2 separate regions of the Athene noctua genome follow, and region 2 is linked to region 1. Evidence: chromatin contacts called from public Hi-C data. All regions are on one chromosome and are shown on one strand. Each heading gives the region's core, a stretch centred on a gene start, on an enhancer-like site or on the middle of the called end of the contact. The rest is flanking DNA. Distances are from core to core; before and after follow the strand shown. Region 1 holds the start of NSUN7 (NOP2/Sun RNA methyltransferase family member 7). Region 2 holds the start of APBB2 (amyloid beta precursor protein binding family B member 2).

The links. Hi-C and Micro-C count contacts between places; a contact is called where the count stands out from the background.
Region 2: a contact with region 1 is called in a Hi-C map of heart, with 5 times the contacts expected there. The contact joins the promoter of APBB2 here to the promoter of NSUN7 in region 1. A contact is called at or near these places in 2 of 2 Hi-C or Micro-C datasets (heart and liver).

The regions. Positions count from the first base shown.
Region 1 is chr4:26,825,656-26,828,547 of bAthNoc1.hap1.1, forward strand. It overlaps NSUN7 (NOP2/Sun RNA methyltransferase family member 7), which reads left to right and starts at 1,526. Exons shown (of 13, transcript XM_074904713.1): 1 at 1,526-1,752.
Region 2 is chr4:27,040,769-27,043,660 of bAthNoc1.hap1.1, forward strand. It overlaps APBB2 (amyloid beta precursor protein binding family B member 2), which reads right to left and starts at 1,466. Exons shown (of 15, transcript XM_074904704.1): 1 at 1,380-1,466.

The DNA.
Region 1 (2,892 bases), core at 276-2,775:
CTGGGTAAGAACACTCATACCTGTGGCAAATGATTGTGTGAGGTGCCAGGCAGGATTGTGTTGGAGAAATGACACACCAAAGGTCATCACAGATTTTAACTGAATCATGAGGGATCTTCTCCTATTCAGGAGAATTTAAAATTGCCCATAACAGCACTGATGTAACAGGAATGAAGTTTATGGGGGGAAAGTAGATTTCTGACAAGGTGATTTATTGGTTGATTACTGGAATAATTTCAATAAGTCTTTTTGTTTGTTTGTTTGTTTTTTAAAATAAAAAGTCTGGAAGCAACTTAAAAGCCTGATCCAATTATGTGTTTTAAGACTGTGATTCGTGGAAAAAGACTCTACAACTCGAATAGAGTTATAAAGCAGGTATGTTTACTCCGGCGCCGGGGTGCAAGGGGATTTCTCCACAAAGCTTGCACACCCACCGCACATTTTACCGAAAACTTATAGAGTGTGGATATCCATATTCATTGGATTACATAACACAAATGCATATGCATGAGTAAGGCTGGGCTAGTTCGAAAGGCCGGTGTCAGCAGTTTATGTTCTCTTTGCACCTGCGCATTGCCTCCTGGTGGGCATCTTCGGGGGTCTTTGGGAGGAAGGCTCGTAGTCTTTCTCACCTTGTACTTTTCCCTGGGTCATGTGCAGATTCTCTTCGCCAAATTCTTGATTAACAAGAGTGGTTTTCAGCTGTTTTATTCATTCTATCTTATCTAAGAAAACCAATGGAACTTCTACTATTCGTATATGTCTATCTTTACTCATTACCAAGACCCAACTAGTTAGAGCACACCTGTTCCCCAAGGACAAAAGAATAATATTTTGTTGAACACTGCAGTTCTTGGTAGATTTTCACAGTAAACTCCTTTGTTTTGATGAACACAGTAGTCCATGGTAAAATTCCATGGAACAGTCTGGGCAAGCAGGATTCTTAGCAATATTAAAAAATACTGTAAGTTATACTGTAAGTTGCTATAAGTAAGTTGCTAAGCAGTTTGCTATAAGTAAGTAAGTCTCAAAACAAGTAATCATTTCTCTGTATCAACTGAATAAAAGCAGAGGTTGAGTCAGCTAAAACATTACGAGAGCATTGTGTTCAGTAATAGCACTCTGCTAAATCCAAGTGCAAGTGCCCAGCACCTTATCTGGGGCTGTTCCTGTATTTGTGGGATTTCCAGTCCTGTAACGGGTGGTGTTTCGATGCAGGAGGAATACAAGCGTTGGTAAGATTTATTTTCTGAAGTGGTCATGGAGTTTGGAAGAATTAATACTGTTTGGGGAGTGTTCCTCTTAAGAACCATTTTACAGACACACGCACACGTGCCGTTGCCAGGGTGGATCTTGGCACTTTCGTGTGGCTTCTGAATTAATTATGCGACTCCTGGCATCTCCCTCGAGGGAAGGGCTCGGCCCGGCGCCGGGCGCTGGACCCGACCCGCCCGGCCGGACTGACGCCTCCCGCCGCCGCCCCGCCGCCGCTCCGCAGCGCCTCCTCGCCCCGCGCCCTCGCACCCGCCTCGGCGCGAAGCAGCGCCCCAGGCGGGAGCGGGGCTGGTGCCCGGAGGCGCGGGCAGGCGGGAGAGCTGGGCAGGCGGAGCCCCCGCGCCGAGCAGAGAGGGGCGGCGTGTCGCCCCCTCCCGAACGCAGCCGCCGCAGCCCAGCCGGGCGCGGTGCGACCCGGCCCGGCCCTGTCTGCCCGGGGCCGCGGCCTGGCGGGGCCGCCGGAACGCCTCGCCGGCGGTAAGGGTTAACGGGGGTATGCGGGTGCCGCTCCCGTGCTGGGCAGGGGGACGGAGGAGCGGGGCTCCAGCGCCCGGGCTGCCCCGGCGCGGCCCGGGGGAGCCGCTCAGGCCCGGCGGCAGCGTAGGGCAGGCCGCTGGCGGGGGCCGCCTCTCCCCGCAGCGCCCCGCGCCGCCCTCCCCGGAGGGAGAAGCGAGGGGGAGGAACCCTGTCAGATAAAAAAGGACCCTCGGGTTACTGCCCAGGGAGAGGGGGTTGGGCGTTGCTGCGTTCGCGCCTGTGTGGGTTGGGGGGGGCTGTTTGTTTTTTAAGCCTTTCAGCCCAGTGTTTCAAGAAACCCTTCGCGTGTTTATACAAAGAAGTATCTTTTTTTCTGTGACAGTACTATGAGTTGTCAGGGGCCGTTTCTCATAAATGAAGGGGAGTTGGGGAACGGTCTCGTGGCTGGCTTTTTCTCCTGACTTCCATTAATCTTCCCTCTAGCTTAGTTAACTGAAGTTGGGGACAGTAGAAGCTTTGCCGTCCATTGTAACTGTATCAGACAGTTGCAGTTGCTGTTAGAAAGCAGATATGGTCATGTATACCCATAAAATTAGTAAGACAAAAACTACAGTAGATGGCTGTCAAAGATTTACTGTTTGTTGGTGTCTGAGGAACCGTGTGAATGCTCACAGAGCCACTTTTCATGAATTCCTGTTAATATGAAGTAGTACTGGGTGGCCAGGCTGCCTGCTGTACCTGGTACAACACAAATGCTGTGGGGTTGTTTATTGTTTATCTTTTCCTGAATTGTATAATGGTAGAGGCTACTGACAAAGGTGATAAATAAAGAAGAAAAATACATGTATTGGTAATACAGAGGAATTAGTGTGTGTGTAAATCCTTTCCTATGCTGTGTGGTGAATAAATGACATAATTCTGTTCACTTGAGTTCATTAAGTCAAAGCTGAGCTATCCTTCAAGCTGAGTGTTTATGATACACTCGTTACCTTTCACTTTAAGTGAAGTTATGTATACACTGGAAACATTTTTTCTTTGCTATTCATATGGATCTATATTATGTGCTACAAATACTGTATTTGTCTAGTGCTGTTCATAATTGCAAAACAGTATGGTCTGTGGACAGCTCCACTCGAAACG
Region 2 (2,892 bases), core at 216-2,715, 220 kb after region 1:
TAAGTGGCCAAAAAACCCAAAAATACAAGCCAAAAAGTATTCCATCACACACTCATCACTGTAAAGGAAGAACAAAAATATCCACACTCAGCATGGCTGTTCCAGGCAAGGAAGTTAATCAGCCAAGATTTCGTCCCAAGGTCACTGTAAGAGAATGTCTCTCCCTTTAAGTGCTAGGACATCTGCACACTTATTTTAACCAAATGCAATTATGCAGGCAGAAAATAGTTTTAAACTCAGACAAGTCATTTAGGCTTTCAGAAAGTACTAGAGCATGAGATGGCAGGATGATGACATGTCAGATCAGATCTAGAACAAACTGAAGGAACACACTGGCGAGCCAAAGGACACAGCAAGCCTGCAGCAGCTCAGCAACCTGTACCTCGGCTTCTGGGGCAAAACAGCAGCTCTTCAGTGAAGCACTGAAACTCGCTGCAGATACAGTTATCCTGCACAGCTTACTGCAGATACCGTTACCCTGTACAGCCACCAACAGCATCCACAACGCACAAAGCCTACCAATCTATCACCAGTCCTTGGTTTCAGTTTAAAGCACAGAACTGCACTTACCCTCCCTAATGAGCAGGAGCCCAGCCAAGAATTATAAAACACTACAAACAAGCAGGCAATGCAATGAAGTACAAATACGAACCATTGCACTTTCTGTCTTATTTCATCTGCCTGAATTCATTCCCCCTCTAGCCGCAACGAGAAGTAGCTTCGTTGCTGTCATGGGACCCAAGCGAATTCCTAAAATCTTCAAGTGGGATTAAATGGGGTCCACCTTTTGTTCCAAATATTGTGGTTTTGCGGACTCCCATTTGCAAAGCCGCGCACAATCCTCAAGTACGATTTAATCACAGAGCTGAACTCGCAAAGCCCACTCTAATAACCACCTCCGAATTAAAAAAAAAAAAAAAAAAAAAAAAAAAAGAGGGAGGCTACTTCTACAGGCACTTTCGCCACTTTTCATGCCGTCTCTACCTTACAGGCCCCCCCGAGCAGAACAAGACCCGCCGTCGGCGGGAGGGAAGCCCACGCTCGCCCCGCGGCTCCGGCCAGCTCCCTGCAGCAGCGGCAGCGCCGCAGCACTTCTGCACGCCGGCGGGGAGCGGAGGGAGCGGGGCGGCGGGCTGGCGGCGGCACCCGGCAGCCGCAGGCCGCCCCGGGCCCGGCACGCCCGAGGCCGGGATGCGCCGGAGCCGCCCCAGGCAAGGGCGGCGGGGCTCTCCCCCGGCCTCCTGCCCGTTCGCACCGGTAGCGGGCCGGCCGGAGCGGCGGCACCGCGGACGGCGGCGCACCGGGGGTCCTGCCGCGGGACGCGCAGCCCCGCGCTTCCTTCCCCCCTTCCCTGCCTCCCGGCCTGCCGCAGAACGCACCTGCCCGCCGCTCCGCTCCGCGCCGCCCGCCCCGGAGGCGCCCGTAGCCCGCTGCGGGATGCGGCCAGCCTTCCGGAAACGCTTCCCAGCCCGCTGCGCTTACCCAGGAAACGATTCCGGCCGCCGGCCGCCGCCGCCCCTCCTCTCCCTCCGCCCCGGCCGCCGCCCAGAGCCGCGGGCCGCAGGGGCCCGGGCGGGCGGGGCGAGGCGGGGTCTGAGGGGGGGTGCGCGCCGCGGCGCCATGTTGCGTGTGCCCCGGGGCGGCGGGCAGCGCCCGGCCGCGACGGCCGGTAGCCAGCAGCTCGTCGGTAGCCTCCAGAGCAGCTGTCCTTCCGTGAAGGGGTAGGGTTCACGCGAGAGGACAGGTGTACCCCTGAAAATAATGAAAAATCATTTCTTCTCTTTAGGGGGATAAAAGAAGAGTCGGGCTTGTGCTTGGCGAATGTAATAATACCCAGGGCAAGGTGAGGCGGTAGCAGCTACATACCTGAAATGCCACCTGCTGTATCCTAGCACTCCTCCACCAATAACAAGAGCCAGAGAGGTAGATAGCCCACCTAGAAGAATGGGTTATTTTTCACACTGGATATGGACTCCAGTAGCAATGTGGGGTGGGTTAAACGTGGCTGATGAACATCAGTGACCCCCTCTAGTTGAGTGCTCACGGAGGGTGCTTGACACCCCCGTAGCTCACCAGGCAGCTGGGTTCTGGTGGGTCTCAAAAGTTACATAGCCAGCATGGACAGAAAACCGGGTATTCTCAAGTGCAGAAAACAAGTAAAAGGACCAGTGCTGGAAACTTCATTGCCTTGACCTGCTTGCAGTAGTACAGGGTAAGGCTCAGTGTAAATCCCTGGGCATATCTTGAGACGGATGAGTAGAAAATCACAGCAACACCCCAGACAGCTAGTAGTGAGGCTTAAAGAACACACTCATGGGAAGGTCTTTCTGTTTAAAGCCCTCCAAATATGTGGGATTTTGTCTGTGCTGTCAAGATAGGCTTTTGAGATCACAGGGGAAGAAACCACTCATTGCTGAGGCAAAATATTCAAGATGGGATGGTAGCTTGGTGGAAAGCATGTAACTGCTAACAGAACTTTTACTCCTACACCTTCTAACAATCTTAGGACGTCCCTGGAAAAGTAAAACACTCAGCAGTAAAACACAGTGTTGTATTTGAGTGACCAAAAGACATACAAGGAGGTAAAAGACGACTATTACAATAATGAAATGGCCAGCCTCCTCTTAAATGAAAACATATTTAGCAATGCTATTGAAGTGCCCAAGTCTACTTTAAAATTTATCACACCATTTATAATGGCAAATCTATTTATCTGAAATAGATGATTTTTTTAATGCATTCCAGAACCTTCTTCAATATTTCATTCCCTGGCTTTACAACTATGCTCCTGATAACAGCAGAACGCTCATGAACTAAGCACAATTAAAGGGATTATTAAAATGAATAGGAATATAGCATCTTCAATTAGAAATGTTTATGGTTTTAAAAGAT